2 separate regions of the Mus musculus genome follow, and region 1 is linked to region 2. Evidence: chromatin contacts called from public HiChIP or PLAC-seq data. All regions are on one chromosome and are shown on one strand. Each heading gives the region's core, a stretch centred on a gene start, on an enhancer-like site or on the middle of the called end of the contact. The rest is flanking DNA. Distances are from core to core; before and after follow the strand shown.

Evidence for each region. HiChIP or PLAC-seq counts read pairs in DNA pulled down with a chosen protein or histone mark.
Region 1: a contact with region 2 is called in an H3K4me3 HiChIP or PLAC-seq map of forebrain, with 5 times the contacts expected there. The contact joins the promoter of Psph here to the enhancer-like site in region 2. A contact is called at or near these places in 1 of 39 promoter capture datasets (embryonic stem cells), 1 of 484 Hi-C or Micro-C datasets (cortical neurons), 11 of 115 datasets of contacts at active chromatin or transcription factors (T-cell acute lymphoblastic leukemia, craniofacial prominence, embryonic forebrain and 6 more) and 1 of 9 other capture datasets (pancreatic islet).

The regions. Positions count from the first base shown.
Region 1 is chr5:129,784,347-129,788,790 of GRCm38.p6, reverse strand. Psph (phosphoserine phosphatase) reads left to right here and starts at 1,538. Exons shown (of 8, transcript NM_133900.4): 1 at 1,538-1,836. Cct6a (chaperonin containing Tcp1, subunit 6a (zeta)) reads right to left here and starts at 1,435. Exons shown (of 13, transcript NM_009838.2): 1 at 1,216-1,435; 2 at 494-557. The coding sequence starts at 1,352.
Region 2 is chr5:129,046,570-129,051,576 of GRCm38.p6, reverse strand. No RefSeq gene overlaps it. Among named protein-coding and RNA genes, the nearest start is that of Gm38615, 15 kb to the left of the region's middle. Within about 2 kb of position 1,981, at least 12 of the 459 cell types and tissues checked have an H3K27ac peak or open chromatin away from gene starts, as enhancers often do. A contact at or near this core is called in cortical neurons and forebrain, where this site is marked.

The DNA.
Region 1 (4,444 bases), core at 289-2,788, 740 kb before region 2:
CCCAGTTTGAGGCCAAGCAGGGCTGCACAGTGAGATTTATCTTAAACAAACAAAAGTAAGATTTTCATTTCTCCTGCAGTTGAGTGGAAAGATGAGCATTTATTTTTTGGTTTTCTTTCCCATTGCCCTGTTTTTGAGACAAGGTCTCACTATGCTTATGTAGCTCTACCTGGTTTTGAACTCAAGAGATCTGGCTGAGTGCCGGGATTATAGCTATGTGGTACAATATTTAGCTAAAGTAGAGATAACAATATTCTTTTATACAATTTTTTATTTTAGCCCAGACTACAAAGTAGACCCCCCCAAAACAAACAAAAAACCCAAGGATCCAAACACATGTGTCACATTTGACAGAGTTCCTCACCCACTAAAGCACTTCCTATATTTCTGCCTGAAAGACATGATGACCTGATGAAGAATTTTATTCACCTCAAATGGAGCAAGAGGTCAAAAAAAAAAATTTTTTTTTAAACCCAGCCCGGCAGCCTCTTACCATTTCATGAAGCAGCACATTGCCATCTTTAGTAAGTTTGATGTCTCCAGCACCAGATACAAGCCTGCCAAATGGGAAGGAATTGATGAGCAAGGATGTGACTTTTTCTAATTAAAACAAAACAAGTAAGAATTCCACAAAGCAGCCAAGGGGAGGTAATGTATATCCCCCATCCCCTCTTGAAGGCAAGTGAATCACAGGGAGTTCCAGACAAGCCGTAACTTATCAGTCAGACCCGATCTCAACTAAATACATAAAGAAAATTCCCACAAAAAAGAATGAGGTGTAAAGGGAACCAAAGGAGGCTATGAAATATACGACTCCAAAGCAACCGCAATTTGAGGAACGGATACGAGAGGCGAGAAAAGAGAGTGAATTAAGACTAATTAAAAAAAAATCCAAGCGCTATGTCTCAGTGAACTTTATTCATTTGCTAGCTAACGAGGTAACAAAAACAGATCCCCTGAAATTTGGACTTTACTCCTACATCCCAGTAAACTCGGGGCCCGGGGCTGGGTTCGGGAAGGTTGCACACGCCACTCTCTTCCTCTATAAGAAATAGGTGCAAATGCCAACCCCGAAAGGCGCGGATTCGGGGGGTTTGGATGGGATGCAGCCCAGACATGGGAGAAAGAAAACGCTAGCGCGAAGGCCTGGAGGCAGCGACTCGAGTTTGCGGCCATCGAGCCGCCAGGCCCGCCCTCCCGCCAGCCCGGGCTTACATCTTCATGGTGCCCTTAGGCCCCAAGTTGGTCCTCAGAACATCCTGCAGGCCCCGAGCCGCGCTGATGTTCACCGCCAGCGCTGCCTGGGCCCGGGCCACCTCGGCCTTCGGATTTAGGGTCTTTACCGCCGCCATGGCTGGCCTAGCTCCGGGAGAGGCCGAGAACAACGTGCTCTCTGCGGGGTCTTCTCGAAAAGTCTTACGCACCCGGCCCGCCCCCGGCGTGCCCACAGAGCACCTCCATTGGGTGGCGACCCTCCTGCCGCCCGCTGATTGGCTTAATCCAACGCTGGTCTCTCTAAGACCCGCCCACCACGCCCAGTTGCGACGTCATTGCGCATCTGAGAAACTGGTTCTCCCGTCATCGGCACTCTGGATCTTAAGGTTCCGTTGTGCTCGCCCCCCAGCGTCACGGTTCGGCGCTTTTAAGAGTTTGCAGCGTGGAGGCTGCGCGGCTCCGCGGTGCAGGAAAAGCCCTGCAGGTCGTGTGTGAGGGATGCTTCGGCCTCTGCACTCGACTGGGTGTGACAGGAAGCAGAGGCGTCGGCCTCTAGTTGCAGGGTGTCTCTAGCTACTGGACTCCGGGATGCTTCCCTCACACTCTCGCGAGATTTCCCAGGTTCATTTTTTTTTTTTCCTTGCCTGTTTTATCCGTAAATTGGGGAGCACAGAAAATGGAGCCTTCCCCTGTACCCTGGTCGTTTTAAGACCCCGGAGGTTGACGGGAGGACTACGCTAGGTAGAAAGTACTAGATGGCTTTAGGAGTGGTGCGATGGGCGTTGAGGAGACTCAGGATCAGTCTGTTCTTAGGGCCCAGGTCATTGAGGCAGCTTGAAAACTAAAATGGATTTTGTTTTAATTTTTTTAAAATAATGAAACAAATAGTAATCCTTGTTTCATTCTATGTCCCAGCTAGACCACGAACTGTCTAACACGGACTGGTATTCTAACTCGTAGCAGTCCTGCTTCAACTTCCAAAGTGGTATGAGCTACTAAGCCTGCTAAAAACTAACAACTAATGGCTGGACAGTGGTGCCCAGTCTTTGAAAGCATTCTTTTAAACATTTTTTTAAAAAGAAAATAATATTAAGCGTATAAGTGTTTTTCCTGTCTGTATGTTGAGCACTTAACATATAGATACGTACTGAATTTTTAAACATGTATATGAATATGAATCACTTCTCCACACAGATGACAACTCGTAATGCCATTGGACGTATTCCACTGAGCTATATATACTGAAGGCTTTGCCATTTTGATAGGAAAGAAAAATTCTTATTCTTCTACTATACAGAGCCAGGCATAGTCACAACACGGGAGGCAAGCAGATCTCTGTGAGTTCAAGGCCAGCCTGGTCTGCATAGCAAGTTCCAGGCCAGCCGTGGCTACATAGGAAGACCCTGTCTAAAGAAAACAGAACTATAGGGTATGTAGCTCAGAGGATGAGTGCCGGTTTAACCGGTACAAAGGTCCTGAATACAGGAAATTTAAAAAGGAAAGAGAAACAACCAGTCACATGGCTGACATTTAGTTATTCCCAAACCTCTGCTCTTCTGGCTGCAGTAAGTATGCTAGTGTAATGTTTTCAAGTGGAGTTGTAGGTTTGAAAACCACAAAAGCTGTGCAGATGATAACGAGGCATGAAGAAGACTCGTGTTTACTTAATATAAAAGTCCTTAAAACATTAGCCAAGAATATATTGGAGCTGCTTTTTGTTTGTTTGTGGTTTGTTTTGTTTTTGTGACAGGGTCTCACTATGCAGACAAGGCTAGCCTTGAACTCCTGATCCTCCTGCCTCTACCTACCTCTTGTTTGTTTGTTTGTTTATCTAATGTATATAGGTGTTCTGTCTGCATGTATATCTGCTTACCAGAAGAGGGCATCAGATCCTATAGGGCTGTAGTTGTGAGCTGCCATGTTAGATGTTGAGAGTTATATGCAGGGCCTCTAGAAGAGCAGCCAGTGCTCTTAACCCACGAGCCTCTGGCTCGATCTGCCTACCTCCTAAATGCAGGTAGTACAGGCACACACCACCACACCTAGCTTACACTTTTTGGTCGGGAGCTTAACTTCTGAACTATGTCCCAGTGACTCTGTCATTCTCAACAGAGAATATCACAGCATCACCACATCTGGCTAAACTGTTTTTGTTAGGTTTTTTTTTTTTTTTTTTTTTTTTTTGTCTTCTAGTTTTCTCTGTGTAGTCTTGTTTGTCCTGGAACTCACTCTGTAGACCAGACAGGCCTCAAATTCAGAGGTCAACCCGCCTCAGCCTTCTGAGTGCTAGGATTAAAGGTGATCGCCACCACATGGCTTGTTTTTTTGTTTTTTGTTTTTAAATAGTGGCATATTTCACTAAATGACTGCATCATAATATATTTCACCAAGTTCCCATTGGGCCAAATTTATTCTGATATTTTGCAACTAAAAAAATCTCTGTGACATTTAACATATATGCGAAGATGTCTGTAAGATACATTTGAGATATGTGATTGTCACATGCTTTGGTCTACTCCTACAACAACTACTTTCCAGTCTTTGTAAAGAGTTTTGTTGTTATATGAGAGTCTCAAAAAGGTTTTATTACATTCATTTGTGTGCATGGGTGTTTGCATCTGTGCCAGAGTATATTTAGAGAGGTCAGAGGATTACTTTTGAGTGTGTGTGTTTTTGAGGCATGGTTTTCCTGTGGAGCCCTGGCTGTTCTGGGACTTGCTCTGTAGACCAGGCTGGCTTCGAATTCACTGAGATCCACTTAACTCTGCCTCTGGTGTGCTGGGATTAGAGGCCTGCACCACCACCTTCTGGCCAGATGGTTCTCTCCTTTTATCATAGGGGTCTGTGGTCAGATCCAGGCCACCAGGCTTAGGAGCAAGCACCTTTACCATCTGAGCCATCTCATCCCCAGACAGGGACTTATGTTGCCAAAACTCGCCTTAAACTCACTAGGTGAAGATGACCTAAAGTCCTGATCCCCCTGCCCTCACTCAAGTACTGGGATTTGCTTGGCCACCTTGCTTTTAATCACAGCATTTAGGAAGCAGAGGCAGATAGATCTCCCAATTTGAGGCCAACCTGATCAGTCTACAAATCAAGTTCCCGGACAGCCAGGGACATCCACAGAGATTCACAGAGAACCTGGTCTCAAAAAAAATTAAAACATTAAAAAATTTAAAAATTATTTATTTCACGATTGTGAGCATTTTACCTGTTTGTCTACATGTGG
Region 2 (5,007 bases), core at 732-3,231:
TGGACGGTGGTGTCACACACCTTTAATCCCAGCACTTGGGAGGCGGAAGGAGGCAGATAGTCTGTGAATTTGAGGTCATCCTGGTCTGCAGAATAAGTAGCCAGGGCTGCAAAAAAAAAAAAAAAAAAAAAAAAAAAAAAAGTAATAAAATCTGAAAACAAACCAAAGAAACGACCCAACCTCCAGACTGCCTAACTCTTTGGGGAAGAAAGCACGGTCTTCGTTCCTGAGGCACAGTTTCAAGGCATGTGCACTGTTCTGAGATGACTATCGTCCTACCAGACAACCCTCTGTAAGAATGAGAGCTTTATTGATACGTTCGCAGTTGCCAGCACAAAATGAATCTGATAGATATGGTGCGATCTCTCACGTTTCTGTTTTTCAAAAAAGTATAGCAAAGGCATTTTTTTAAAAATGACCCCAAGCCAGGCAGTGGTGATGCATGCCTTTAATTCCAGCACTTGGGAGGCAGAGGCAGGCAGATTTCTGAGTTCGAGGCCAGCCTGGTCTACAAAGTGAGTTCCAGGACAGCCAGGGCTACACAGAGAAACCCTGTCTCAAAAAAACAAAAACAAAAACAAAAAAACAAAAAAAATAGAAAACAAAAAAACAACAACAACAAAAAAAACAACAATAACAAAAAGACCCCATAAAGCAAGGTTATCTGGGCTCGTGGGGGCTCACTGAGAGGGAACTGCCAACCAGGGAGTCTTTATGGAACTAACCTAGGCCTTCTGCACACGTGTTACAGCTGTGTAGCTTGGTCTTCTTGTGGGACTCCTACCAGTGGGATCAGGTTGTCTCTAGCTTTGTTGCCTGCTTTTGGGACCCTTTTCTCCTACCGGATTGCCTCATCCAGCCTTAACAGGAGAGGAGATGCCTGGTCTTACTGCAACTTGACATGTCATGGCTGGTTGCTAGCCATGAGGGGTCTGCCCTTTTCTGAAGGGAAATGGAGGAGGCATGGATGAAGGGAGGGGACTGGGAGGAGAAGAGGGAGGGGAAACTGCAGATGTAAAAAATAAATAATGTTAGTGGGGTGTGGTGGTACATGCACCCAGAAGGCAGAGGCAGAGGCAGAAGGATTTTTATGAGTTTGAGGCTAGCCTGGTCTACACAGCAAGTTCCACGCCAGCTAAGCTAACATAGTTAGAAAACTTCTTTAAAAAACAAAACGAGGACTGGAGAGATAGCTCAGCGGTTAAGAGTACTGACTGCTATTCCAGAGGTCCTGAGTTCAATCCCCAACATGGTGGCTCACAACCATCTGTAACGGGGTCTGATGCCCTCTTCTGGTATATCTGAAGACAGCTACAGTGTACTCATATACATAAAATGAAATATATCTTTAAAAAAGGGGGGGGTGAAGAAATGGCTCAGTGGTTAAGAGCACTGACTGCTCTTTCAAAGGTCCTGAGTTCAAATCCCAGCAACCACATGGTGGCTCACAAACAACCATAATGAGATCTGACACCTTCCTCTGGTGTGTCTGAAGACAATTACAGTGTACTTACATATAATAATAAATAAATCTTTTTTTAAAAAAACACAGTAAAAAATAATGAAACAAACAGAAACAGAAACAAAAACAAAAACAAAAAACAGGTGGTAATCTCAGTACTGGGAGAAAGAAGCAGGCAGATCTCTGTGAGTGAGAGACCAGCCTGGTCTACAGAGCTAGTTCAGGATAGCCAGGGCTATACAGAGAAACCCTGTCTCTAAAAACAAAAACAAAAACAAAAACAAAAACAAAAACAAAAACAAAAACAAAAAAAGCATTTGTCAACAAAATGACCCAGGAGAGAAACTTTTTCTGTTAGACTGGGGAACAGGGAACACCGTTTATCATTCTTAGTGCCATGGCCGTTTTTATTAACATAAGTTCTGACATTCCTTCAAGAAATCTAAAGAGCTGGCATCACGGTGCCCAGGGCTCAGCATTCCAACAGGAAAGGGTGCTGAGTTACAGCATCATTCTTTATCCAGATGGCTGCCTCACGGTAACCGTGGCAACGGGATGCTTGGTGACTAGTGAAGAAACAGATCGATGTTCACAGATGGAAGGATTTGGGATGAGGAATTTCACATGGTTTTCAATTTGCCTCCCTGTTTCCAAAGTACTGAGTCCCCAGTTCACCTTTGTCACAGTATCATTTGGTACAAACTGGGCAGAGATCCTAGGGAAGTCAAGATGATGGTCGTCGTGTAGCGTAAAAGCCAGCAGACATCTCGGTTATTATCTACTGCCCAGGAGTCTGTGCTGAGAGCGGGCAAGGAGCTCAGAAACTACTGGCTAAAACTCCAAAATTGGGGAAATGGGAGGCAGAGGCAGGCAAATATCTGTGGGTTTGGGGTCAGCCTGGTCTACAGAGCAAGTTCAAGGAAGCCAAGGCTACATAGAGAAACCCTGTCTCAAAAAACAAGAAAGTAAGAGAGAGAGAGAGAGAGAGAGAGAGAGAGAGAGAGAGAGAGAGGAAGAAAGAAAAGAAGGAGGGAGAGGGGAGGGCAAAGGGAGGGATTGAACCTCTTTGTTGTTTTTCCACCCAGTATACCAGGTGAGCTGGTCTGTGTACTTCCAAAAACTGTCCTGTCCCCACCTCCCAACTTACTGTAGAAGGGGAATTACAGACCAGCCTGTCTTGTCTGCATTTTTACATGGTTTGTGGGGTGAATTCAGGCTCCTCTGGTTGTGCAGCAAGTGCTTTCTTTACCCACTGAACCATCTCTCCAGCCCCCACCTCGTTGTAAAAGGTCAGGGGTTTTACATCCACCACGCTCCATTGAATCTCACGGTCCTGGTCCAATCCACTGTTGTTGTGTTGTTTGCTCGGGTTTCATGGAAGGAAGCAAAATAAAACTCTAAACAGAACTTGGTCTGTGGCTGGGTGGTTGAATATAACTTAGCAAGCATGCCTAAAACCGTAGGTTCAGTCGCCAGAAGTACAACAAAGGAAGAGAAGAGAAAGGAGCAGAGAAAAGGAGACAGGAAAAGGGAGGAGGGAAGAAGGAAGGAAAAAAACCTAACAGTACATAACAGATACTTTAATTCTATGAAACAACAACAACAACAACAAAAAGCCAGTGGATAATCAGGCCCTGGTGTTTGAGTATAATCAACATAGACTATGTTCCCACATGAGAATGTCACGAAACCTATTATTTTATGCAATTAAACTAAATATGCTAATAAGACAAAGGGGGAAGAATAAGAGCCCTTGGAAACAGACCACACTCTACAGACTGTACTTTGTGTACGTATGTGAATGTATGTTATATGCACATGTGTGTTATATGCACCTGTGTGTTATATATGCATGTGTGTGTAGTCAATCTTTGGCTACTTTGTGGGTTCTTCTTTCTTCTACCCTTCTCCACCCCTTTTCTTCCACCCTCTCAACCCCCTAACACCTCATAGGAGAGAAAAAAAAGGATAGAAAGGAAATAGGTGACCTTATTCTTAGACTACTTCCTGCTGATTGGGGCGTCCAGTTCCTTGGGGCCAGTTCGATCTTTGCTGTCAGAATATCTCATTTCTTCCTGTTGTTTCTTCTTTGCTCACGGCTACTTAACAAACTGTGACCAACATCCACCAACCAACAGCAACAGCAACAACAGCCCCTAGCATTTAATAATTCCTCTCAAAGGTCCCCAGAATTCTCAACATCACACAGTCACAGTAACTATCTGCCACTGGCAAAATCATGCCCCTGCTAGAGCACGAGGCAAATCACAGTCAGGTGCTATGGGCAATCTGAAGCAGCCCCATACCTAGGATTAAAACAAAAACATATTCCCATAATACTTCTGTGTTTTTTAAAGAAACTAAAAACTTCACTACCTGTGTGTATACACATGTGTATGTGCTTTCTGTAGGTGTGGGTGTGTGCGCGTGTGCGTGCAAGCGCCAGCATGCACATGCCTGTGCACCAGAGAACACTTGAGTATCCTGCTTTATCACCCCCTACCCTATTCCCTTGCAACTAGGAATCTCAATGAACCTGGAACTAGGCTGCCAACCAGTAAGCCCAGTTATCCTGTGTCTCTGCGTCTGCACAATGTTGCAGTTACAGACCCACAACCATACTCAGCTCCTTCTGTGGGTTCAGGGTACTCAAACTTGAGTCCTAATGCCTGTACAGCAAGTGCTCTTACCCACTGAGCCATGCCACCAACCTCACATTGGAGACTCTTTAAGCATGTGTGTCTACTAACATTGCTGGCTGACTGAAGCTGGGTCTTCCACACACTGTGCACGGTGCTGCATCTCAGTGCAAGAGAGAGTCACAGATGATGACCCAGAGTGTCCCAGCTCAGAGGCTAGTGTGCTCTAATTTCTCTCTCTCTCTCCCTCTCTCTCTCTCTCTCTCTCCCTCTCTCTCTCTCTCTCTCTCTGTGTGTGTGTGTGTGTGTGTGTGTGTTTCTTTCTTTTTTTAAGACAAGGTCTCACTATGTAGCTTTAGGTGTCCTGGAACTCTCTCTGTAGACCAGGCTGGCTTTGAACTCGCAGGATCCACTGCCTCTGCCTCCTGGAGTGCTGGGATTAAAGGTGTTCGTCCATTTTCCCCTCCTCCTCCTTTTTCTTTTCATTCATTCATTCTTCTTCTTCTTCTTCTTTTTTTTTTTTTTCATGGATCTGAGGATAAAAACCCAGGATCTCATAGGCTAGACAAGCATGCTAGAATTGATCAATATCCCCAGACCAAGAAGCAACACAAGAGCAGACGCTGAGAGTGTGGCTCGGAGGTAATGTGCTTATTCCCAAGCAAGCCCAAGGCCCTGGCTTCAATCACCAGCAACGTGGGGGTGGGGTGGGGTGAATGTTCCTTATTGGAGCTACGACAGGAGGTAAAAGTCATAAGAGTCAGTGAGAAGATTGGTGACATCCCTCCAAGTCACCCCTGCTCCTTATGCCTGTCCCACCCAAACCATAGTTGGGCATCTCGGGGCTAACTCCTCCTGACCTCCCGAATGGAGCTTTAAAGAGCAGGAACATTGTTAAGCTCAGAA